Regions from separate parts of the Mus musculus genome. Here regions 1, 3, 4, 5 and 6 are each linked to region 2. Evidence: chromatin contacts called from public HiChIP or PLAC-seq and promoter capture Hi-C data. All regions are on one chromosome and are shown on one strand. The core of a region is the stretch at or near the end of the contact, and the rest is flanking DNA. Distances in the headings are between cores, read along the strand shown.

Region 1 (3,824 bases), core at 154-2,653, 1.5 Mb after region 2:
CAGCGATTTTCCCTGCTAACATCAAAGTTCAGTACATCTCTTATCAATAAAGTCTCCAGAAACAAGAAGTTAGGAAAGTACACATGGCTCTTTATTTTAACTTCCTCAGTAATTTCACACTCTGCATACCCTCATTCACTGCATCCAACAGGATATTTCGTTTGATTTTATTGAACATAGGGTCTCACACACTGAATCTCTCAAAATGCAAAATTTTCTTGCTTCAGATTTTCAACATTTAGTTTTTAAAAAAAAAAGTGTCCACATCATTCCATGTATAGTTCATACATTCTTTTTCACAGCACGTGATTTGAGTATTCTAAATGAAGTATTCCACTCCCATTTTGAGTAACTAACCAAGCAAGTACATGTGAAGTCTACTATATAGAAGCACGATTGCAGTCCCTCCTGGGGCTGATCAGAAATACTGCTGTTTTTTCCAAGAGATAAGTTATATATTTATTATTTCTCTAATTGCATAACATATAATCGAACAAAATAAAGAAAAAAAAAAATAATGGGAAGGGCCATACTTCATACGTATCTTGAGACATCATCAAATTAACAAAAACATAAAACGACAAAAAAAAAAAAAAAAAACCACTTCATAATAAATCTTGACAGCTGTATGACCACTGTGTGTCTTTACGTGGGGGAGACAAAGAAGCAGAAAAGGGCTGGCTTTCTTTCTTCCTTTGTTGTTGTTTTTTTTTTTTTTTTTTTTTTCAAATGGGCTTTCAGAGAAGCGTGTTTTCTTTTTAAGGGAGGTTTAGCTGCGTTAAAGATACGTGAGAAGAACGTGAGCCATTATAATCCTCCCCTAATAAATTCCCTATTTAAAAAAACTTGACTCAGATGAAGGAGTCCAAAAAAAAAAAAAAAACATTTTTAAAGACGAGCAAATGGGCGGCGATTAAAATGTAAAGCAGCCTACCTACGCTTTGCCTCCAGCGCTTCTACTAGAGCAGCACCGTCCAGACGCCACGTCAGGCACTCAGACACCAGGAATCCACACTTCCATCTCGGACGGACGCGGAGACTGAAGCAGAGGCAGGGAGGGAGGGTTGCCCGGTGCGCGCCCTCACAGCCCAGCCCGGGCAGGACTTCACCTGAGAGAGCCCGAGACCTTCGGCCGCCCGCCGATAGGGTGACCGGACCCCGCCCCGCAGCACGCGGCCTCTCCCCGGCCCGAGACCTCCGCGCACCCACCTGTCGCGGCCTCCCAGCGGCCACACCCCTGGTGGCCCGGAGCGCGCGGCCCCGCCACGCCGCACCTCGGCGCGAGCAGCTCAGGTGGGCGCGGAGCTCCACGCGCGGCCCGCTTCCTGCATGACCCGGGCCGGACGCAGCAGGGCCGCTGGGTCAGCGCGCAGCCTACACCACCCAGCGAGAGGACGCCGACTGACCGGTCACGTGACGCGCCGGTCACGTGCCCCGCCGCGCCTCAGGCTAAAAGCGTTGCTTTGGCGACCTGGGGCGCTGGGAAGGCGGGGTAGCGGCGGCGGCCGCCTGGTAGACTGGCGCTGGGTGAGGCTGCTGGTAGACTCCGCCCGGCTTCACCTTCTCAGTGTAGAGAAAGGTAAACCTTCCGGTGCGCTAGCAAATGAAGTGGGAGCGAGAACTACGCGGTAAAACGTTTGTGTGTATGGACGAGCAGGGTTTTTTGTTTTGTTTTTTCTCTCACTCCCTAACCTAGAGAGACTCTGAGTGTATATGGTATGGATATGTAAATATGGTATTCATAATTTTTATGAGGATATTTCTGTCCATGTAGACAAGACGTATTTGACTCTACTTTGTCTACATTAAACTCATCCCTGATTATACCTGTACACTGGTGTTGTGACTTGTCCCCACCACAGTACTGTTGGTTGGACCCAAAGATTCTCTCAGAAGCTATCATTCCTAACTTTTACAATTTCTTGACATTCTAATTTTCCTAAGTCACATCTTACAGAAGGAGAGGTTTTGGCCACTGGCAGTTTTATTTATCCAATAATCTTTATTACACGGTACATTCAAGGTATTTTTTTTTAAATTCATGAGAGATTTGTAAGGCAATCCCTGCAGTACTCCACGATTTTCTATTGTCTAGAAGTAAGTCTGTTGGTTTAGCTAATCAGGTTACTCAGCATACTCAAATATGCTGGTCAGTTTGCATACTATGCTGTTTAGAGAGCAAACTGTCAGGAGACAAAACATCTGGATCCATGTAGCAAAGCAAAAAATGGGTCCATTCCTGTAGATCACCTTGAAAGCAACATTCATCTAGAAGATGGAATGGTGAATTTTTTTCGTGCAGATTTTTGCTGTGGGAAGCAGCAGCTACAACCTGAGAGAATCCTCCTGCCCTGGTGGCAGGCTTTCCTATAAGGCAGGACTAAACTTCCATTAGTGTCGTACATGGGCAAGAAGAGTCAATTAAGTGATTTGGGGGTGTGGGAGCCTGCCATCCGAAGTGACAAAGATTTCCAAGTTCTAGAAGTGTCTGAGTAGTTGTGGAGCTGGAAATATTATTTAGGCAAAGCTAGAGTCTCCTAACACAAGGATTCCCTACCCAAGAGATTTCTGAAGCCTCTCTTCATCTAAAACAAAGCTCTGAGTCCTGAGACCAAAATCTTGCATCTGTCCAAACAAGGGAACAAACAGGAAGTGGGAAGAAACCTCTGTACTTAGAAGGTAAAGCTGCTAAAATAAAGAAAAAAAGCAGTTGCTTTGAGGTGACCATTTGCTCAATGCAAGAAGCCTCGTGGCCTTTGGTAAAAATCCTCCTGTCTGTGCTAAAGGGGATGACTTCCCTCCTAGACTGTAGATCAGGGGATGCCAAGTGAGGCATGAGCCAGGGGGCCAATGTTACCCTACAACTAGTCACACTCAACTCTTCAAATGCTTAAGCACACGTTTATCAGTTACGGGTTCCTTGCAAACAAAAGATGCTGTTACAGTCGATGTTAGTGTGCATGTGTAATTTCTGCCCCAGGAGGTTTTCAAGAGATCAGGAATTCAAGGTCAAGCCTAGACTACATAGTTGACCTAAAAAAAAAAAAACAGTGACAAAATATACTGCTGGTGTCTATGATCATAATGGCATTGAACAAGGTGAATCTGAAGTGTGAGGAATAACAGAAACAAATTAAGAGATGAATATCTATATCTTAACTATGCTGTTGAAAAGCAGCCCTTGAATCCACACTTCCTGATTTTAAGTCTTGGACAGCTTTCCACAAGAGCAACACCTGGGATAGCTTGTGAAAGAGGTTTCTTGTGGCTCCAGAGAGTCCAGTCCTAGATGACCTGACACTTCTCCTTCTTTGTAAAGACTCATTCTTCTAGAATGAGGTGTTTAGACAACTCTAGAATGGAAAAAAATCCAAAAGTGGGCATGGAGGCACATGCCTGTGGCCCCATCTATACCAAAGGCTGAGGCTGGATATCACTGAGTTGAATCAAGCCCTGAAGCTAGCCTGAACAACAGAACAAGACTCTGTATCCCTATAAGAAGAAAAGACACATTGCTTTCAGTATTTTAAATGGTTTTTAGTTTAGCATCTCATTTTTTAAACTCAAAACTTAAGATGAAGGTGGCTATATCACAAGACCTAATCACACTCAATATTTTGGCAACAGCACAAGAACAATGTGTCCTCAATTCACTAACATTTGTAAGCATAAATTAAATCTGTCTGATTCTGCCTTGTTTAATCATTCACTAACATCGTTAGCACACAATCATGGCCTTGCCATTTTAAGTGCTAATCTTAATCATGACAATTGACTATATCTGTTATTGTTTATGTGATTTGATGTCTTAAGTATTGACATCT
Region 2 (4,329 bases), core at 1,740-4,239:
TTTAAAACCTTAAAAGCACCCCTTTAAAACAAGCAAAGCCAAGCAAAGGCGAGAACACTCCCAGTGGGAAGCCCTTAGGCTAACACTGCAATGGCTTCATCACAGTGGCCCTATCTCAGTCTGTTCTCTAACAGTCGTTCATGATCTCAGAAAATGAGGGTATAATTTCAGATATTTTCTGTCTAGGCCTCGAATTCTTACAAGATGCAGCTTACTGTCTGTTCCAGTGTACAGATGAAAAGCCTGAAGCTTAAGGAACTTCTTTAATACTGCAAACAGGATTGGAATTCTTTCTTTTAAAGTCCACGTTATTCTGGCCTATTAAGCTACATTGGAAATGGACAAGGCCGTGCACTCTAGCTCTTCCCTGTTTCCCTATGTGTCTCATACTCGGGGTTAGAGCTCAGAGTTCAAGGTTCATTCAGCCTGAGACAACCCCAACATCACCTCTATATCAAATTGCTTTTCCTTTTTTCTTTCTTTCTCCCTTAAGACAGGGTTTCTCTATATAGCCTTGGCTGTGCTAGAACTCATTCTACAGACCAGGCTAGCCTCTAACTCACAGATCCGCCTGCCTCGTCCTCCTAAGTGCGGGGATTAAAGACATGCACCACCACTGTCCGGCTTCAAACTGTTTTCTTGCTTTGTTTTGATTATCATTTCCAATCCCAGCTTGCAGGCTTTCCCTGCAACCTGTAGAGCAGTGAGCTTCACCAAATGAATGCATCTTCTTATAGGGGCTCTGACGTCATCCCAGCAACCAGCTGACTCACTCACTGAAAAAGGCTACATTCTGGGCGTATCTTCCATGACAGTCCAGCAGGGTAGCTGTTGGGAACCCAAACATGTCCACTCCTGCTCGCTGACTTTGATCACCGCCTCTTCATATGATTCTTCCATGGGCTGGTCTGGAGAACCTGAGGGACAGAAAAAATAAATAAACCAAACCAAAAAAAAAAAAAAAAAAAACAAACAATAAAGGGCAGACCTGAGAGTTGAGATCAGTTTGGAGTGTAAACACAGGAAATCCAGACTTTCTGAGGTAATGTCACTGCAAAGTGGGCTAAAGATAGCAGGACTGGAGGGCTGGAGAGATGGCTCAATGGTTAAGAGCACTGGCTGCTCTTCCAGATGTCCTGAGTTCCATTCCCAGCAACCACATGGTGGCTCACAACCATCTGTAATGGGATCTGATGCCCTCTTCTGGTGTATCTGAAGACAGCTACAGTGTACTTACATATAATCATAAATAAATGTTTGGGCAGGGTGGGCTGGGGTGGGGGTGGGGAAGATAGCAGGACTGACCAAACAGAAATGAATCTAGGAGCAAGGAGGCAGAGGGAAACAGATAGCAGAGAAGTAGGAGTGCCTACTGTACTGTTAGTCCCCAGGTAAGGGCCGCTCTGCTTGCATTTGGTCTTGATAAAAAATTGGGGTTCTCTACTTTCCAGGCAAGAAGTCAGCACACCAGCCTTCCTGACTGGTGTTAGGAAGAAATAGCTCCAGCTTTCCTTTTCAGCTCCCCTCAAGTTACAAGGACCTAACAAAGAAGGTCTTGTTACCTTCTGGTAATTCTTAGTAGGCTCTTAACCCAAACCACCACTCCCTCCCCCCACCCCCCATGGAATGCTTATTTAAGGATCAAATTCCTGAATCTGTACACTTTGTTTACATAGTGGTACAGTATAATCTTTGTTTCAGTATGTCTGGTCAAAATGCTGGATTCCTAGCTTAATGAATTAGCAATCTGATGGTACGATTTTCTATTTTATTAACCAAATAGCTAACCCTTCTATCCATTCAGTTATATAGCCTGATGTCAAGAAATCTTTGAAGGATTCACTTCCAACTTGGAACACAAGCTATAAAGGGGTCCCCTGTCATGCTGCAAATGCATTCACTTAGAGATATTATTGATTAAAAATAAAGCCAACAAAACTCCCCTGTGATTCACAAAGAAAAGCACATGGTAGCTACTCCCTGGGGCTGGACTTTTTTGTCTCTGGAGTGTCTAGAGAACATGGTTAAGTCAAAATGAGTGAACACGGTAGATACCTGAACTCCTCTACCTGCTAAGAAGTAGCCAACATGCCTCAGCTGTGTCTCCAGACTCCCTGATTAATAGCAGGACAACTGACAACAGGAAATTGTCAAGGAAGAACCTGTTCAAGTCAGAGCAATCAAATTCTTGAAGATATTGAAAGAGAGTGATTTCGTAACACAAAACGCTGCTTTTCCTATCAGAAATGTTACCACAGCTCAGAATTAGGCCCCGAGAGACTTGAATTTTTTGCCTTGTTTCCCTCGGTGTATGCCCTGTAGCAGAACAACCTAACAGCCCCGACTCCAGTTTCTTCTCTTAGTAAACAAGTTAACACTATCTCAATTAGCTAGCTCTCGGAAGAACTGAGGACCAGAAAGTGAGGGATCTCTTACATTTGAGACACGCCCTACAAATCCAAGACCTAAAATGGTGCTTTTTCAGGAGAGAGGGCTGGAGGACAGACAGGGTGATCTGTAGGGTTTGGGAAAAATCTAATGAGGCAATTTAACGTGCGATTAGGAGCTTTGGGTGAGGATGAATTCCCCCCACGCTGGACGCCACTCCCTGCTAGGCTCTCTCCCTAGGCGTGAACTCTGCTCTCCTGGCCTAGCTGGACCTTCCTGTGGCCCCTCCCACGCTCGCGGGGCCCCAGCCTCCCAGGGACCCCGACATTGCAGCAGGACCCTTCCGCAGCACACCGCGGCCCACCCGCTCTCCGACCAGCGCACCCTTGTCTGCGGTTGGCGATTTTGGCCCGGACGGCCAGCCTGGCCTGCTCACGCGCCCTGGCCGGAGCAGCAGGCTCAAGACACAGCCCCCTCTCTCGGGCGCACAGCCCCGGCCTCAGCAACACTCACCGCAGCGGCGCGCGCCCGCAGACAGACAAAGCCGGCGCCGAGCCCGTAGCAGCCGCTGCAACGCTGCGCGTCGCCGGACCACAACTCCCAGGAGCCCGCGCGCGCCCCGAGGCACTGTGGGAAGCGCCGCGACCGAGCTGCGGCAGAAACGCGGTGGCTGCTTCTGGTTGTTGGGGAGCGCCGTCCTGTGGAGGAGCGGTGGTTGAAGCTTGGGAATGCTTATGACGTTAAAACTGCAGAAGACTCAGGGTTCCCTATAGGAGCCGGGACCAAGTATTTCGGACAAAGAATCAGGAATACTCTCTGGTCCGTGTAATAAGTTTTTTTTCACCCAAAAGATGGACGAGGCACTGCAGGACTTCGGAGTTTAGGTACTACCCCGACTAGTTGTACGACCCAGGGCGCTCACTTGTGGGGAGCCCAGGTCCGACGGCTCCAGGACCCCATAGGGCACCTACGCGGGGCCCGGGAGACTTTCTGAGCCAAGGGAACTCGAGGGAACAGTATTCCCTGAGTGGACACTAACATTGTCTTCCTAACTGAAGAAGTTAATGACACAAGGGTTGAGATTTGAACACTCTAAAATTAGTTATTAGAGATGGGAGAGTAGCCCTTTTGGTCCTGAGAGGGGCGTGGATGAAATTGAGCATCCATTCAATAAAATCTCTTTTAAGATGCCTTAAACGTCCATCGACTGCATTTATTTATATGCATTTCTAATAGCCTTTTTTTTTTTTTTTTTTTTTTTTTGGTTTTTCGAGACAGGGTTTCTCTATATAGCCCTGGCCATCCTGGAACTCACTCTGTAGACCAGGCTGGCCTCGAACTCAGAAATCCGCCTGCCTCTGCCTCCCAAGTGCTGGGATTAAAGGCGTGCACCACCACTGCCTGCCTCTAATAGCTTTTCTAAAGGACATTAGTCTCACCCTGGAGCCCTGACTTGACTTCTTTCGTAGTGAGCCTCCCCCAGAGTCTTCCCTTGGTAGATTTAGCTATCCTATTGAATGAAAGAGACCATAAGAAATGTTCCTCTTGCAGTGCCCTTGTTCCTTTCCCAGAATTACATGTGTCAGACTGGATGAAATATTTGACTTCACAGGACATCTCTGTTCTGTGAGACCAGATGTGGGATTAGGACAAGTTTTAGTTGACAAAGCATCGGTAGGAAAAGGGGGCCATCAGGGGAGACAAGAACTCATGTTTCCTTCATAAATCTGCAAAGATTCTCTTAACAGCCTTGAGGACTTGGGTACACGTATTTTTTGGGAAAAAAAGATCCCATTTTGTTTAGTGTGTGGATGTGAGGGGTGTCTTGCTGTGCCTGTGGAGGTCAGAGAATCATTAGTATGAGTGGGCTCACCCTTTCCTACAGGGAATCGAACTCAGGTCATCAGACTTGGCAGCAGGCACTATTACCTACACACCATC
Region 3 (4,205 bases), core at 906-3,405, 1.1 Mb after region 2:
CTTCTTTTCTACAACCCTCCTTTTGATTTCTCTTTATTTATACATACACTGCCCTCCCAGGGCCCATCAGAAAGACCAAAAGAGCCCCTGACTAAACTGAAGGAGACTAAGCTCTCCTCTTTAGCAAATGTGCCACGGCCCCTGAAGAAAGTAATAGAAGGATCCACCCTGACACTGAGTGAACCACAAGCCCTGCCCTCTGAAAAGGCAGACTGAAGAGACCCTAGGACTGGTGGGCACTGGTGGTCAGGTTCCTGGCTTCTGCAGACCCTGTAGCAGAGTCTACAGGCTAGCCCAGATGATTCATGAGCAGTAGTCTCTGTGCCACTGAACATGAGAAATTCACATCTCCCCAAGCTCACTGGGTGAGGACTAGGGGAATCTCCACATTTCTGAGAGTGAGAAGACATCCAACAAATCCAACATCCCCAGCAGAATCCATATCTAGCAAAGCCATCACACATGCCTGCCCTTGATAATCCACCCCAAGAGGGAAACTGAAGGTGTAATGAAGTCAATACCAAGACCAACTCTCCATATGGAGGGGATGTGGGGCACAGAGAGCAGACAGATCCCTTCCTTTGTACCCTGGCCCCCCACAGCACTGGTCCTCTTTGAACCTTTAAGCTGTGTCATGCCATCATATCAGCCCCAGAGTCTGGTGTGGGTGTGTGAAGGCTAGACCTATCAGGGTGCTGAGCATGGCTGTACAGTACAGTACAGCAGTGGTGCTTTTGATAGGCTTGCTCTACCTCTGATTTTCCTCCATGGCATGTCTGTCCAGTGTCTTGACCTCCCAGATCTTTTTCAGGCTCCATGTTAATCATCACTGGCCTGGCCTACTTCCTGCTGAGCAAGCGAAAGAAAAAAAAGGCTGCTCCAGAGGTGGCACCCCCCACAGAGCAGTACACAGACCCTTCCAGCAGCGTCGTGAGCACCACAGGCTCTGGGGACACTGAGCAAACCTATACTTTCCATGAGGCCTTCAAGGAGGGGCCTGGCTCCTTCTTTATCCACATGAAGAGCATCCTAAAGGGGACCAAGAAGCCACGTGTCCTGCAGACCCAAGATACCCTAATGGAACTGGCACTGGAGCCGGCTGACTCCTTGGCCAAGAAAAAGCAGGTACACTTTGAAGACAATGTGGTCAGAATCATCCCATCCCTCACTGAAGGTCTGGGTGATAGTGACAGTGAACCAGAAGAAACCAGCTCTGACACAACTCCCATCATCCCTCCCTCCCAGACCCCACACTTTCTGCCTTCTCTCATGGCCACTGACCTGTTCTGAGCTTCTTAGCTAGAGGTCTGCAGATGGATGGACCTGCCAGAAGAGTCCTAATAGCCACAGTCCCTGCAGAGAACTCAGGGTCTCCATTGGCCAGCTGTTCGCATCCTAGTGGTAGCTGGGCATTCAGAACAATGAGATAGTGTACCAAGCCAGATCTGTGGTGACCTCCAGCAAGGTACAAATGAAGCTTTGACATGTGTAATCAACATAGTCTCCTTGTCAAAAGGTGGGAAAAGAGACCATGGCTTCATTCTCCACAAGGCTGCTGACCCAACTTTCTAAGCCCTAAAGGAACAGAAGACATGAGTTCACCCTTGCACCCAACAAAGGGTTCAGCCTTCAGCAAGAACTCTATGGTATGTTTTGCTTGTGATACAACCTACTGGTGCCAAAGGCCCAGGGCTATATTAGCATCGTAAGCAAGATTGCTCAGGGTAGATATGAGAAAAGAAGATTCGGATCTCAAGTGAGAACAGCCTGGCAGTGGGCTACATTCTCAGCATACTCTGGGACTGGGCTCGGCAGCAGGCATTTCAGAATCACCAAGGAAAACAATACCACTCTGTGCTCACTGCCAGGAAAGCTGACCAGAAGAGCATCTCTCATTCCAGAAGGATAACTCAGGGCTTCCTGCCCTCCCCTCACTTACCCCCTATCCAACAGTATGAGCAGTGTTCAGAGTCCAAGTAGGTGGTATAGATGGTTCAATCTAAAAGGGTCTGAGAACCTGTGGCCATCTGTAGCAGAAATGGCTAGGACATAGCATGGAGTAGTCATTGTAGTTCAGGCCCCAAGAAGACTGCCCCAGAGAGCCACACAGCATAGGGAAGTACCTCTGCCATGCTTAGATACGTGGGAGTAGATCCTCTGTTAAGTAGATGATCACTCAAAATAGACAGGAGGGGAGGAAGCAGAGGGAAGGGCACAGGGGAGAGGGTAGCGAGCAGGCAGGCATGGCGGCATCCTGGAACTACAGAGGTGGCAGGGAATTTGAGTTAGATAGTTCTCAGTAAAAAGTTTAGCAAAGTATCTTTTCTAAATAGTATGTTTGGTCCACAGGATTACTGCCAGAAAAAAAAAATAATAAAGGCATGTTATTCCTCATAGCTGACCCCCAGTGAGCGAGCAACAGAAATTAAGAGTCCTATAGTTTGTGTCTGAGGAGGGGACCCACTTCAGGGCTCTCTGATGGGTAAGCCTCAAATCTTGTACTTTATAGTCTAGATAAGGAAGATGTTCACGGTACAATGATCAGCACCTATGACGTCGTTTTGTTTTGGTTTTGGTTTTGTCTTGCTTTGTTTTGTTTTGGAAATGTGTTGAAATGAGACACCCTAGAAGCTGGTATTAGCCTGGTGCTTAGCACAGCCAGCATCCCAGATGGACAGAACACTTTTTGAAATAGAAGATGCGTTGCTAAGACTGTGAGGAGTGAAGGCAGAAAGCAAGCTGGGGCCTGGAGTAGGTCTCATCCCTCAGGTCAAAAGATAGGCAGCTGATGGATGGCCAAGGGGGCTTTTCCAATGAAGGATGTTAGATAGTGCAGTCAGGGAAAAATAAAATATATGGAATATGGGGCATGGGTGGGTATGTCCTTGTTACTACGGGGATCTCACGGTGAGGAAGAACAAGAAAACACTACCATGATACCATGAATTTGTGTGAGGTGAGGCCAGTGCAGACCTAGGAGATGGTTCTTAACTCCAGATTGCAAGGCTGAAGGTCAGGGAGCAGAGCTTCCAGCCCGACTGAGGCCAGAGGCCAGAGGGAACAAAGCCCTTAACCAAGAGGAGCCAGGTCCTCTCCCTGTGTCTCTCTCTCTGTATTAGTTACTTTCTGTTGCTGAGATAAAATACCATGACCAAAAGCACTTAAGGAAGAAACAGTGTGTGTGTCTTACAGTTCTTACAGAGAGCTAGAGTCCATGATAACAGAGAAGACCTGGCATGCAGCAGGAGCTAGAGGCCAGCTGGCCACATTTCATCCACACACTGAAAATGAGGCCGAGTGGGGAGGGCAATCGTGACATGAGGCTGTGAACCTTCAAAGCCCACCCCTGGGGATGTACTTCCTCCAGTGAGGTTGCACCTCCTAACGTCTCCATAACTTTCCCAAACAGCAGCACCAACTAGATGGGTGACATTTCTCATTCAAACCACTGCAGTCTCTCATCAGCTTATATAGTGTTAGAAATCTTTGGTTCTTGGTTGGTTGGTTGGTTGATTGGTTGGTTGGTTGGTTGGTTGGTTGGTTAGCTTGCTTTGCTTTTCTTAAACATCCTTAATAAGATGTAGTTTGCTGTCATAAAATTGACCAAGTTAAACCATACAGTTAAGTGGATCTTAGTGTATTTCTAATCTGAGTTCATTATATGCATTCACATCTCAAGTTCATTATATGCTCATCCCACCCCCACCCCCCAAAAAAAGAAATCCAGCCCTGTAACCACTAAGACTCACCCCTCGCCTCCCAGTTTCTGTCCTATGAAACCACTAATCTGCTTTGTATCCTTGTAACTTTTACTGTCCTGAGCACGTCATAACTTGAATCAGGTAACTGGAGCCTCCACACACCCTGACCTGACTGCTCCCAAATGGGCACAGGCTGCACTGAGCAGCAGTTTCTGCATCTCCCAGGATAGGCTGATCCCACAGGAGTCTCCTTGGCTCTCTGCGTCTAGTTCTCTATTAAGTGAGGATTCAGCGATTTGTTTATTGCTACCAGCACCAGGGTGTTCTGAACACCCTTTTATTTATTTATTCTCTCCAAGATGTATTTACAATGTTTCTGAGGACTCAGTGTGAATTCTTCACATTCTGTTCTGAAAGAGGCCTTTCCCCAGGGCAGATCTCTGAGCTTTCCATTCTTTCTTTCTGGCCAAGCCCTCAGCAGCAAAGGATCTTGGGGGATACTTT
Region 4 (4,112 bases), core at 24-2,523, 1.2 Mb after region 2:
AGATGACTCTTGGACTTCTGGTTGTAGAAAATCAGTTTTGTTAAATTAGCACATCCCAAAATATTTTTTACCTGTCAGTCACAGGATGTCAGGTCAAAAGTGGGCAAAGTAGTGGTTATTTCCATGGCTAGAGATACCTCAAACTCTGTTATGACTGGGCTCCGGACCTACGACACTCCCAAACCCTCCATAACCACAGAAGCTCACTTATCTGGCCAGCCGCGCAGAAGAGTGCTGCTTCTCTGCAGGAAGTTGCATTTATGGACACCAGGATCAGCCAAGGTCGCCAGTGAGGGGAGTCTGCCTTAATGCGATGAATCTGAAGCCATTAGAACTCCCCTGGGAAGGAAGCATGTGTGCCTTTCCAAACCGAGTTGTTCACTCACAGTGTGAGCGGGAGCAGAATTCCTCTCCAAGCTGGGGTTCCTGCCCAGTACACTGAACGCATTCATTTTCCTCTGATAGGAGTGGCTGATGCAAAGTCACGGCTCTCTCCTCAAAGTCATGAGTTTTATTCAGAGGCCAAACACAAGTGATGATGGCCCAGGGAACACAGATTTAGATTACCCAAACTCCGCCTTTCAACCTGCAACCAAATTCATGAAGGTTTGACAGTAACAGAACAAAGAAAGCCATAAATCAAGATACTTTTAAATTCATTTGTAGAAACATCAGAGAGGTGGGTTAGAGCTCTGTTTAGACATCTCAGCTATAGATGTCATCTAACATAGTATTCTTGGCCTTTTGATTGGAGAATGGGATTTTGTGTTTTATCTGTCAGGATGTTGCACATCCTTCCATAGAAGTGGACAAGGAATGGATGCATCCCAAGATGAATACTAATTATGCTCTGGACCTGCAACATCCCAACCTCTCTTCACCACCGCCGTTTTAATCAATCAGTCAGCCTGTGCGGACAGTGTCCTCCAGAAATTTCACGGGCCTTTTGGTGATATAAGGCGACCCGTGAAAAACATAAGTAACACCTTAGGCTGAAGTTATTTCTCTAGACTAGATACTCAGTACTAAGAATGCAATTTACAAGTTGGAACGGGCTGGTTTGGGGGTGGTGAGCAGAATCTAACAAAGGCCAGTTTCTGTGTAGGTCGACCAGAATAGAAAGAGAGCGGGTAACAGGCCTTAAGGTCCTTGGCTCTGCCTTCTGAGTGGTAAGAGAGGAACACAAAAGGACCACCGGAAGAATCCGCAGGATATGGTGGGGTGGGCCGGGGACCATAGAGGGTCTCTCCGCCTCTTCCTAGAGCGGCCGGCAGCTCCGCGGCTAGCAGCCCGCACTTCCGGCGGGCGAGGCGCGAGGCGGGCACCGTGGCGGCCTGCGCGGTGAGTACGCGGGGCCTGCGGGTCTGCCTGGGCCGGTGTTGGGTCGGGTCGGGCTGCGGCGCTGCACGGAGCCCGGCGGGTGGCCTCGGGCTGGGGTCGGCTTCGGCCTGGGCGCCTCCGCTCGCCGCGGAGGAGAAAGACTCCATTGTACGGGTGGGTAGGCTGCACCGGGCCATTGTGAGCGACTTGGAGGGAAGCGGCGGACTCTTTGTTGCTGCCGTAAATGGGTGAGGGAGCAGGTGCACGCCGGCTAGACGGGTCCCCAGTACTGGAGCTCCATCACCCAGCTTTACCCAGCCTCTCCCCTACTGGGGACCTCGATCAGACAACCGGACTTGGCGGGCGTTAGACGAGGGGGCGATGGACTCCCCAGGTCGGACAGTGAGAAATCAGGCCCGGAGGCGGCTCCGGGGTTGGGATGGGTAAAGGAGCTAAAGGAGCTTCGGGCCTGTGTTTACGAACCCACGAAAGGAGGTTTTAAATCAGCTTTATTTTAAAAATAGGAGCACACATAGGCTACCTGTAAGTATGATTACTTCATCCATAGGTAGATTCCATAATCGATCAGTTTGCAACCAGTTGTGAGTTCCCCGGTATTTAAAGAGATGTGTTTAAAAGTGTATGCTTACCATTATAGCTATTTATTGAGTACCAGGTACCCCACACAGTGTCTCCTGTTTACGTGGTCTGTACATAACCGAGACGGTTATGGGCAGTGATTGCTGTAGATCTGTGTTATGTGCAGTTTGCTCTTTCTGTTGCTGCAATTGTAGCAGATAAAATTATTAAACACCCAGGAAAAGCCCCTGGGCACTCTTACGTTTGGAGGATTATTATACAGCAAAATCAAGACGAAGGAAAAAAAAGGCAGGAAAAGATGTCATTTGTGTTTTTATTTACTTACTTTAAATGCTTGTGTGCAAGGAAACTCAGAAAAATAACTGAGTTGCAAGTAGGTTTTCCAACTAACCTAAGACACTGGAAGTCCAGTGACTGGCTTTGCAGGCCTGAACACCTCCCACACTCTCGCCTATTTGGAGTGTGTGTGTGTGGAAGGGGTTGTTTTGACAGCTTCCAGACAACCTTAAATGTAATGCAATAAACTTATTTTAGAGCTTTTGGTTGTGCTCTCCTTCTTGGCGTGCTATAGTCTAGGAAAGGAAGAATAAAGTGTTTTGGTTTTTTTTTTTTTTTTCCAGATTTTTCTCACCTAGTATTTTCTGAATAAGACTCTTGGGAAACTTGAAATTCTCTTTACCGATTAGCTTCTATTTTCAACTCCGCTTGCTAAGTTATCATCTATAGAAATAACCAAGCAAATAAGAATAGATAGGAATCTATGGAGGTGTAGTATAATCTGTCATTTCTTTTGAATTGGATATCTTACGTAGCAGCTATTAAATGAGAAATTTAGCACAGCCAGTATTGACCTGAGATGCTGTTTAGCAGAGATATTGATCATCTTTTGCAGTTATTTTTGTATCTTCTCTGAGACTTTATCTTGCTTTTGCTTTTTAGTCCTTCAAAATACTCTCTGTGGCTCCTCCCTAACAGGTTTATGTTTTTCTTCGTCTTCTCTTTTGCCTGTCCAAAATCAGAAACGTTGCAAAATGATGATGATGCTGATTAAGCTTAACCTCTGGCATTAGAATCACCTAACGAGCACCTGTCTCTTAAAAGTGCGTCATTGCACTTGTACTAGGTGTGCTTTGGCTACACATGGATGCAGTTTTGATAGATTGAAGAGGTGCTAGTGCTGAACTAATAAATATCTGTATTTTTCTTTTTCTTCTACAGAAGGGAATTCCGAGTTGCGTCACTCTAGGATATGAGACCTTAGTTCAGAAGTTCAGAAGACAGTAGGATCTCTTGCCGACACATTTGCCTACTCACCATGAGGTTAGGAAAGCCCAAAGGGGGTATTTCTCGAAGCGCCAGCCAAGGAAAAGCCTATGAGAGCAAGCGCAAGACAGCCCGCCAGCGACAGAAATGGGGGGTGGCCATTCGCTTCGACTCGGGCTTGAGTCGACGGAGAAGGAACGTGGACGAGAAGCCTTACAAGTGTGCTAAATGCTCCAAGAGTTTCAGTCAGAGCTCCACGCTCTTTCAGCACAAGAAGATCCATACTGGGAAGAAATCCCATAAATGTGCCGATTGTGGGAAAAGTTTCTTTCAGAGTTCTAACCTCATCCAGCACCGGCGGATCCACACGGGGGAAAAGCCCTATAAGTGTGACGAGTGTGGAGAGAGATTCAAGCAGAGCTCCAATCTCATCCAGCACCAGAGGATCCACACCGGCGAGAAGCCCTACTGCTGTGATGAGTGTGGCCGGTGCTTTAGCCAGAGTTCCCACCTCATTCAGCACCAGAGAACCCACACCGGAGAGAAGCCCTACCAGTGTGAGGAGTGTGACAAGTGCTTCAGCCAGAGCTCCCATCTGAGGCAGCACATGAAGGTGCACAAAGAAAAGAAGCCACATAAGAGGGGCAAAAATGCCAGGGTGAAAACTCACCCGGTGTCCTGGAAAAGGGGCAAAGGGAGGAAGGCGGTGGCTGGGATCCGCCAGGTAAAGGGAGCCACTTCCGGCCTTTTTAAAAAGAAGAAGTGAAAGGTAGAGGAGAAAGCCGCTCCGAAGAGTGGATGCTTTACAGTAGAGCACTTAGATACCGCTCCTCCCTAGCATGGAGACTTCAGGAGTTTCATGACAGTGCGCTGAAACTCTGAGTCTAGCTGCCCTCATTTCCTTTAAAAATAAATAAATTTATGTGACA
Region 5 (4,282 bases), core at 1,614-4,113, 1.2 Mb after region 2:
GTGGCACTTCCGGCCACGTGACCTGGTGAAGGCTCCTGGGAAAACCCGGTACTAGCTAGCAGCGTTAAGAAGTTATGCGGCGTGGGGTACAAAGGCAATTCCAGTGCATTGCTATAAAGAAAAAAAAATGCTCAAGTCAGCAAGAAGGCAGTTGTAAGCATGTCATTGGAATTTATGCCCATTTAGGGAATAAATCATCACTTCCAGCCAGGCTCTGAGAGTCCAGAGTTATTATTTGCACTTTAACAAATGGAGTTGCTGAAAACCATTTGACAGAGAAAAGGTGGCTAGGCAGAATGCCGACTTTTGGAGCTGAAATCCAAGAGCAAGCTCTCACAAGACCTCCTGCACACCCAGAGAATACAATGCCCACACTCAAGGACCACACCCAAGCAAATAGCACTGGCAGTGATGTGTGGTGGGGACCCCAGCAGAGCAGGTACAGTCACCAGGCACAGAAGTTCCTTTGGGAACACGCTTAAGTTCTTGAACAATTGTTCCGAAAAGGCACTTGTTCTGAATCTCATGTTGGAGATGCTGAGAAGGACCACACAAAGCCATCTGCGGAGGGACAAGGGAAATCAATAACTAATTTTAATTCAAAAATGCAACTTATTCTTTCTGTTGTTGTTTGATGTGTTTGTTTGTTTGTTTGTTTGTTTGTTTTTTGAGACTGAGTTTCTGTGTAGCCTTGGCAGTCCTGGAGCACACTCTGTAGATCAGGCTGGCTTCAAACCACTGGGTCCCCAAAGACTTGTGTGTTGGGGGAAGGTAGAGCCATAGACTTGCTGTATTGTGATGCTTTCTCTCCATTTTGGAATGGGTGCTGGCTTAAAAGCCTGTGCCACCACTGCTTTGCCCAACTTATTCTTTTAAAGGAATGGCCTTGAAAACGATTCTCAGAGCCAAGCACAGTGATGTATTCCCGTCACCCCAGGACTTGGGAGGTGGAGGTGGGAAGAGCATCCTCTGCTACCTAGTCATAGTGAGTTCTAGGCCAGCCTGAGCTTATGAGATCTTGTCTCAGAAAAGGAGGGTGGGTGGGTGGGTGGGTGGGTGGGTAAGATGGCTCATCAGGGAAGGCCCCTAAGCCTGATGACCTAAGTCCTGGGGCCTCCACAGGCAAAGAAAAAAAGGAAAGTGATTTTCATATCAAATCATTTATATGATAATCCATTCGCTTATGTTTCAGAATTCATGTATTTAAATCATATCTCAGCGCACGAGGCCCTGGACAGAGGGACAAAGATGATTTCCCAGTTGCCTTAGAACAGAACCAGGTGCCCAGCTGCCTGGAGCCAGCCTAGAGCAGGGCAGGCCCTGGGTGGCAGCCTCACCTCAGACTGTGCTGTGAGCTTTGACTGTGATGCTTCCTAGAGACATCCCAATGGCTGCAGGGTGGCCCCTCCTACATAATGAACTGGAGTCTCTGTGAAAGGCAGTTTGTTCTCCAGAGAAATATAAGCATTTAATCAAGGCAGGCTAGGGCTGTGGAGCAACAGCAGACCAGATCAGCAGCACATGTAAAACATACAAGGAGGGCTCAGGACACCTGAGGCCTATGTCCCAAGCAAGGTGAGAGAGACAACAAGGTGAACTGGGGCAGAGAGCACGACTCATGCTGGAGAGCCACAGGGAGACTCGCCCTCCCCACCGGCTGTTGACTTCTTCAGTTGCACAGGGGTGAATTGGAGAAGTTGGGAGTTACGGTGGAATTCCGTGCTTTTGGTTTGTCAAAACTTTTCGAAGCACCCAAATAATGAGCTCAGTTCTGATGCTTTCGGGCTGTGGGAAGAAACATGGGTTCCAACAACAGGTCACCAACCACAGGAAACCCTAGTTGGCAGAGAATGGATCACTCTCTAAGAACACGAGTGAAAGCTAAGTTGAAGAGGGACTGCAGGCTGGTCATTTTTAGCCCGCTGCAGGTAGGGAAATAGACAGAGAGTCTGTGACACAGGAAGTAAAGGGCGGAGCACAATCTCTTTGCCATCTCTTCGCCGGCCATAATTGGCACGGTGCGCTGCATTGGGGTCCAGAGACTCTAATGCCGTCTGTTTTCAAATACGTGAGTACCTACACTTTTAGAAGTCCCACTTCATACTCTAAAACGGCCCTGTGACTCTAAGAGGGTTAGAAACCAGGGAATGAGCCGAGCTGAGATGACTTACTTTGCGAGGGAGGGCAAGAGGTCCTGAAGTCAGGACTGGGAACCATGAAATAAAACAGAGTCAACAAAGCTCCCTTGCCTCACAGCCGCCCAGCTTCCCTAAGCTCCCAGCCTATAGCCTGGGGCTCTGCCTCAGCGCTGGCCAATCTCCTCAGAAAACAGCGACCGAGAGAGAGGAAACTAACTTTTTAAATTCACCAGCTCCTATTTTTTAATGTAGCTTTCTGAGAAGCCACAACTTTGCTTGCAGGTGCCACCTGGACAATAAATAAATGTCCCAGACTTCACGCGCGCGAACACACACTCCACCCTCCCTAGGAAGCGCACAGTAGTAGCTGTAGCGCCTGCGCAGAGGTCTTTGTTGAAACCCAAGTATCTGCGTTACCCAGGCTCCCTGGCCTCCGCCTGTGTAGACCGAGGGCCCCTGGGGACCCACTCCTACTGCTTTCTCTTTGCGTCCTGGGGTGCCCTCGAGGATTGGGGACTTAAGTGATGCGCGAAGCGCTTAGTGGTGTCCGTAAAGATCGAACAAGTGAGCAAATGCTCGGGGTCTACTTGAGGGGCATCAGTACCAAGCACCCTAGAAGGAAGAGATGGGCTGATAGGCAAAGCAGTTGACCAGAGAGAAGGGGCGTGTCCAGGGCGGAGAGGGGCGTGTTCGGGGGCGGGAGGAGGTGTGTCTAGGGTGGGCTGGGACGGACTTGATCCCTGCAGCAGATGCAGGGCTCTTGAGTCCGTGCAGGCACAATTCTAGTGCACGCGACCTCTCTTGCTGGTGGCCTCTGGACCGCGCGATGACTGAACGGTGAGTGATGCTCAGACTGCAAAGGTAGTGGGCATCCTTGGAGCACCCTACCTTCGACCCTGGGGCCGCGATCAGGCAGGGCGCTAGAGCCTGAGCACTTGCACCCCCAGCCGCAGTGCGCGAGTCTCCTCCCCCTGCCAGCCTGGCGCACTGCGGGCTTCCAGCCAAGGGCTGAGGGTGGCAAGGCGCCTAACATCTCCTAGATAAGGTACTTTCCGGGCAAAATCTTAGCAGGGCACGTGAATCCAACGGCCGGCTACACTTGTGCTCACCTCATCCTCCTCTCAGCCAGCTTCCTAGAAACACGATCTTAGAGGCGGGAAGAGGGTTTCAGCAAGACCTTAAGATTTTACAGCTGGAAAGCCAACGCTAGGATGATTACTCATCCAGACACTTGTTTCTCCGTCGCTGTTGGTGCGGTGGGCCATAACCAAAGGGCTACACAATATGCCACTCACGTATAGTTTCAGGGCTAAACTCCACCTGTCTCCTGATTCTTTGGGGCCCGTTCTCTTCTTTGAGATCTCCGGCACCTCACTATCTCTCTGGAGCCTGAAGCCCAATGTCGACAGTGTTTATTGTGGATGAAGTCCTAGGGTCATAGTTGTTTAAACTGGTGATGAACTCCAGATTGAAAATAGAAAGGATTTGACAGGGTCATACAATGCAGTCAGGGTAAGCTTTGAGCCCAGACCTTTGGGGAGGCTGGGTTGTTTAACCTAAAAGTATGTCGAAGAAAATGCTTGAAATTGTCTTTATTTATTTATTTATTTACTTACTTACTTACTTACTTATTATTGAGAAACAGACAGATGCACACTCACTCACACACCAGAGAGAGAGAGAGAGAGAGAGAGAGAGAGAGAGAGAGAGAGAGAGAGCGCATGTACATGTGTACCTGTGGGTCATAGTGGCTGTGTGCAAGACAACTCTGTGGCATCAGTCGTTTCTCCCCGTCCGCTTTCCTGTGACTTTTGAGGATTAAACTTAGGTCCTGAGGCTTTGGCAGCAAGCGCTTTACTCATAGAGCCTCCTCACCAGCCCTTGAAACTGTTTAAAAGTAAGCTATCAGCACTAGGAAGTCGCTGCAGGCCTAAAGCTTTTGCTGTTTCCCCAAACTTGTAGTTCCCCGAATCTCCTTCCTGCCTATGGGATTTCCCCTGGGACAAACCCTGAGATAGGATTGGAGCCCTGCCACCCCCTTGCTTGACCTTCGGTAGCGAAGATGGGCTGTGATATAGTCCCCTAGTTGCCCCAGGGACACTCTATACCAGCTGCCACTACAACTAGCTAACTCAAGGCCTAGA
Region 6 (4,155 bases), core at 808-3,307, 1.4 Mb after region 2:
GGAATCTCATAAAACACTGAACTGGAAGCCACACTATATACTCAGAGAACCTAGTATAGAGCCATGCAGGCTCTGTGCATGCCACTGCAGTCTCTGTGAATTCATATGTGCTTTGCTCCTGTGGATTTAAGGGGCCTTGTTTGTGTCTTCCATCCCCTCTGGTTCTTACAATCTTTCTGCCTCTTCTTATGTGAGGATTCCATGGTCTCTGGGGTTAGGGATTTGAGGGAGACATTGCATTTTGGGTTGAATGTCCCAAGGTCTCTCACTTTCTGCGGAATGTCTGACTGTGATTCTCTGTATTTTTTTTTAAGCTGTCTAAAATTAGGTGTGGTCCACACCTGTAGAGGAAAGTGACTACTCAGATACGTTTTCAGTCACTTCCTTGGCCAGCAGAAGCCAGGTCTGCTTTGTCCGGCTGAAGGGAGAAGGGGCAGGTTCATCCTGTTGCCATTGCACTGGACTGCAGAGGGTCCAGGGCTCTCACAGACACGCCGCTGCATGAGTCAGGTAATCATGCCACCAGCAAGGGGAAGTAAGGGCTGGTCCTCTCTCTTCCCTTCCCTTCTGCTTTTCCAACCACAAACACCTGCTTTCCTGGCAAGTTACAGGTTCCCCAATAACAGAGGACTAACAATAACTAAGGCCTGTGTCCAGCTTCTCTGTACCTCACAGTGTGCTGAACTAGGATATGAGCAAAACACAATCCCAGCCCCCAAGCAGCTCATAATATGATGGGAGAAATGACGACAGAGCAGATCCCCTTGGGACAGATGACAATGTGACAGTAAGTGTGAGCAGCGGTGATAGGGTAGCAGTCAAAGAGAGGCAAACAGATTCACAGAAGAAACAACATCTGGGAAGGAGTTTGCACAAGATCTAGAGGTACAGAAGGAAGGCAGGAGAAACCACCCAGAAGGGAAGGGAATGTGCCAAGGATCTGTGGAAATTAGAAGATTCAAAATTTCAGAAGAGAGCTCACTTAGACTGTGGCATGACCAATGTATGGAATGTAGTCATTCCATCCAACATGAGCAGGGTATTATCGAAGGATTTTGTAGATTTAATTGTTATACATTGTCTCACTTGCTAGGTGAGCCCCATCCAATCAACTGGAGGGCAGGAAAAGCAGAATGGAAAAAAATAACCAAGAAGTAGTAGCACAGTTTATTACAGACAAATTAATGCTGCCCATTGTTCCACTGTAAATTAAGGAGGGTGCATTGACCGCCTACCTTCTAGTGACCAGCTGCTTTCCCTTCTCTCTATGGCAACAATGTTATGCTTTTCTGAGCACAGTGGGATAGCCCTCCTCACCTTCCAGCAATCACTCTCCTTAAGGTTTCTTTTCTACCTTTACCCAAAATGCACAGGTAGGCTCTCACTGAAGAGCATCCCACTCTTCCCTAAGACTCTCAGTCTTAACCAACTCCTTAAGCCATCTCCGGACAAGACAACCTCCTTTCCCATCACAAGTCCGCTCTCAGCAAGCATGCCATTAAAGTTCCAGACAGTCCCACAGGTGCAGATTAGGAGTCGCCCACTCGGGCCACTACTTTCTAAGGCTGGTTCCCAGTACCACTAACCATTTCCCCCAAGTTTGCTCCCACCCCGCGCCTCCCAGTACCTTGCCCAGAGAGAGAAGGTTTACTCATTTTGTGAAGAAACCAACATTCAAGTTTCCTTGGGGTCCACCGTGGAGCTACAGGTACTCTCCTTGTGGGCTTCAGACCCCCTGCTCTAAGTGTAACTATTGCATACGCTGTGTGCTGCAACTGAATGAGGACACAGGTAGTTCTTGAGCTGACAGTGAGGGACACTGAAACAGGCAAGAAGCCATAAAGATGGAAGAAATAAGGGATTAATTGACTAATGAAAACAAAAATGCATGAGGGATAAAAGCTAGGTAGAGATGGGGCAGAGGAACAAGGGCTTCAGCCTATCAGAGATCACTGTCCCTCCAGTGCCACAGGAGAGAAGGATGCGTTGGAAGGTGGGGTCCTGGGACTGGCCAGAGACAGGGGCGGAGCCAGCGCCTGAAGGCAGGGCCGGTCGCAGGGTGGAGCCAGACCCAAGCGCAAGGCTGGCCCGCTGCTGGCCACTGTGGCAGGGAGCTGCCGCGAGTGACAGGGTCAAGAAGTTGGTGGGCTGCCACGCCGAGCTTCGCGGGCTCCTGCTCCCACACCAGCAGCACTCACTTGCCCGGAGTCATGCCCTCCTACACGGTCACCGTGGCCACCGGCAGCCAGTGGTTCGCGGGCACCGACGACTACATCTACCTCAGCCTCATTGGCTCTGCGGGCTGTAGCGAGAAGCATCTGCTGGACAAGGCATTCTACAATGACTTCGAACGGGGCGCGGTGAGAATGCGCGCTTGGGACCGACGGCTGGCAGCAAAGAGCGGGAGGGCGGCGGGGCAGGACAGGCAGGCACCTGAGAACTGTCTGTCCCAGCGCGCTCGTGACCCTATGTGAGCGCATCTGGGGATCTGATGCAGCGCCAGAGTCGGTGCATGCCAGGGCAAGCGAGGCACCCTAGACTTCCTGATGACTCGGGTATCTTAAGGGACAAATGACTTCCAATGTGGGGGACTGATGTGGCTGGCCTCTTATGTGAGAGATGGCACAAACTTTCACCAACAGGACCCAGAATTTGTGAGAGGCCCCTTCACCTCGGGAGTTCTGAGGTCCTAGTGCCCCAGAGTCCAGTACCACTGCAAAGCATAGAAAGCCCTGTTCGACAGCTAGCCATTTTGTGTAGACAGTGTAAGTCCAGGGTAAGTCAGAGATCCAGGATCGGGAGTCAACTTGGGCATAATCACTCTTCTATCCCTACTGTGGACCTTCGTTTACCAAACTAAAAATTGGTTAGGTTTAATCTTACCCATGAGTCATGAGGGAGCCCAGTCCCATTTGGGGGCTAGGAATGAGTCCAGGGATTGCCCCCCACACTTAGGTACCCTACATTTCCTGCACTCAGTCCCAGTGGAGGAATGTAAAGGAAGGAAGGTCTGGCCCGAGCAGCCTTTGGAAAGACTGTCAGCAGGGTGCGTGCAAGAGGACACTTCCTCCCTGAGTATTAGCTTCTGAAGGAAAAAAGGAAGAAAGATTTCCTTTCTTCCCTCCTAATACAGACTTTGGAGTCTGGCAGCCCCACAGGCACTGTGGGAGGCCATTCCGTTTGGATGCTGCTGGTGTGTAAAGTCTAGCCCCATGACTTTCTCTTAACACAGGCAGGTCATGGTTTTCAGTGACCCACTAAGTGCCTAGTACATCAGACTTGCTCAGTAAGTGAGTCTGTAATAGACAGGCACGCTGCAGACCCTTGGGGTGGGGGTGGGGGGTTCCTCTTCCTTCTACTACCTCCAGGTCTAAACTAGGCTTAGGTTTGATTTTACCAGGCTGCCTTCTTATCATTTAGTTTACTATTGAGTCGACCCACATGAACTTGCTTAGAATTAACCATTTGTGATAAGCACAATGACAATTTCATATGCTTCCACTAGATAGATCTGTTCAGCCTAAACCAAGGAAATGATAGTTAAGCCCTTTTCTGGGTCCCAAACTCTAAGCACGACGCTTACATTCCTATCCTGGGACCTGGTACTTTGCCCTGATTAGCAAGCTTCTAACCAGGCTTGAACAAGCAAGCGTGGGTGTTGACCTCAGAATGGCATCTTTTGCTCAGTTTCACCAGAGCTGGCCAGAGAATGGTGCTGCCAAAGACCAAGCATGGCATCCGTTTGGGATGCTGACACCCTGTGCAACCTCCAAAGCACTTGTGTTTATTTTCAGTAACTGGGGCTTCTCCCAGTATACAGGGGGAGGAAGAGAGGACAGAATGCTTCCTCTTTATAAATGGACTACAGGGGGCCTTCTCCACAAATCTAGCTATCAGTGGGTTCAGTCTAGGTGCAGCACAGGACACCTTATGTGTCATTTCCTCCAGGAGGAGAATGGCAATGTGGCCATCATAAATGACTGGACAGGAAGTAAGAGGCCTGTCCTGTTCATCATTTGCCTTTCTGTCCTGCCTCCCAACCTGAAAAGTCATTCAGGTGACATTAATTTAACACCTTAGCAAGAACCCCAGAGGCAAATTTCAGGAGAGATTTGCATACATATTTCCATTGTGGGGAGGGAACCACAGCTCAAG

Evidence for each region. Promoter capture Hi-C pulls out the DNA fragments that hold promoters and counts their contacts. HiChIP or PLAC-seq counts read pairs in DNA pulled down with a chosen protein or histone mark.
Region 1: a promoter capture Hi-C map of hippocampal neurons shows a contact between it and region 2, with 6 times the contacts expected there. The contact joins the promoter of Marchf8 here to the promoter of Zfp637 in region 2. A contact is called at or near these places in 16 of 39 promoter capture datasets (the 3T3-L1 cell line, 3T3-L1-derived adipocytes, the HPC-7 cell line and 11 more).
Region 3: a contact with region 2 is called in an H3K27ac HiChIP or PLAC-seq map of stem cell-derived neural progenitor cells, with 9 times the contacts expected there. The contact joins the enhancer-like site here to the promoter of Zfp637 in region 2. A contact is called at or near these places in 5 of 39 promoter capture datasets (cranial neural crest, frontonasal cranial neural crest, maxillary cranial neural crest and 2 more), 2 of 484 Hi-C or Micro-C datasets (embryonic fibroblasts and nephron progenitors) and 5 of 115 datasets of contacts at active chromatin or transcription factors (the NIH/3T3 cell line, embryonic limb bud, large pre-B cells and 2 more).
Region 4: a promoter capture Hi-C map of embryonic stem cells shows a contact between it and region 2, with 4 times the contacts expected there. The contact joins the promoter of Zfp422 here to the promoter of Zfp637 in region 2. A contact is called at or near these places in 11 of 39 promoter capture datasets (3T3-L1-derived adipocytes, the C10 cell line, the HPC-7 cell line and 9 more), 3 of 484 Hi-C or Micro-C datasets (cortical neurons, nephron progenitors and uterus), 11 of 115 datasets of contacts at active chromatin or transcription factors (the NIH/3T3 cell line, SST interneurons, differentiating embryonic stem cells and 8 more) and 2 of 9 other capture datasets (adipose tissue and pancreatic islet).
Region 5: a contact with region 2 is called in a promoter capture Hi-C map of second pharyngeal arch cranial neural crest, with 16 times the contacts expected there. The contact joins the promoter of Rassf4 here to the promoter of Zfp637 in region 2. A contact is called at or near these places in 16 of 39 promoter capture datasets (the 3T3-L1 cell line, 3T3-L1-derived adipocytes, the C10 cell line and 10 more), 1 of 484 Hi-C or Micro-C datasets (embryonic stem cells), 15 of 115 datasets of contacts at active chromatin or transcription factors (the NIH/3T3 cell line, differentiating embryonic stem cells, embryonic forebrain and 8 more) and 2 of 9 other capture datasets (adipose tissue and embryonic stem cells).
Region 6: a promoter capture Hi-C map of second pharyngeal arch cranial neural crest shows a contact between it and region 2, with 7 times the contacts expected there. The contact joins the promoter of Alox5 here to the promoter of Zfp637 in region 2. A contact is called at or near these places in 8 of 39 promoter capture datasets (the 3T3-L1 cell line, 3T3-L1-derived adipocytes, HPC-7-derived erythroid cells and 4 more).

The regions. Positions count from the first base shown.
Region 1 is chr6:116,335,601-116,339,424 of GRCm38.p6, reverse strand. Marchf8 (membrane associated ring-CH-type finger 8) reads right to left here and starts at 1,403. Exons shown (of 8, transcript NM_001302383.1): 1 at 1,210-1,403; 2 at 935-1,039.
Region 2 is chr6:117,839,841-117,844,169 of GRCm38.p6, reverse strand. Zfp637 (zinc finger protein 637) reads right to left here and starts at 2,989. Exons shown (of 3, transcript NM_177684.3): 1 at 2,902-2,989; 2 at 778-917. The coding sequence starts at 847.
Region 3 is chr6:116,692,136-116,696,340 of GRCm38.p6, reverse strand. Tmem72 (transmembrane protein 72) reads left to right here. Exons shown (of 5, transcript NM_178768.4): 5 at 812-3,616. The coding sequence ends at 1,290. Among named protein-coding and RNA genes, the nearest start is that of Rassf4, 20 kb to the right of the region's middle. Within about 2 kb of position 2,155, at least 54 of the 459 cell types and tissues checked have an H3K27ac peak or open chromatin away from gene starts, as enhancers often do. A contact at or near this core is called in stem cell-derived neural progenitor cells, where this site is marked.
Region 4 is chr6:116,626,160-116,630,271 of GRCm38.p6, reverse strand. Zfp422 (zinc finger protein 422) reads left to right here and starts at 1,273. Exons shown (of 2, transcript NM_026057.3): 1 at 1,273-1,341; 2 at 3,139-4,112. The coding sequence starts at 3,236. The coding sequence ends at 3,949.
Region 5 is chr6:116,672,417-116,676,698 of GRCm38.p6, reverse strand. It overlaps Rassf4 (Ras association (RalGDS/AF-6) domain family member 4), which reads left to right and starts at 2,863. Exons shown (of 11, transcript NM_178045.4): 1 at 2,863-2,975.
Region 6 is chr6:116,459,080-116,463,234 of GRCm38.p6, reverse strand. It overlaps Alox5 (arachidonate 5-lipoxygenase), which reads left to right and starts at 2,057. Exons shown (of 14, transcript NM_009662.2): 1 at 2,057-2,360. The coding sequence starts at 2,211.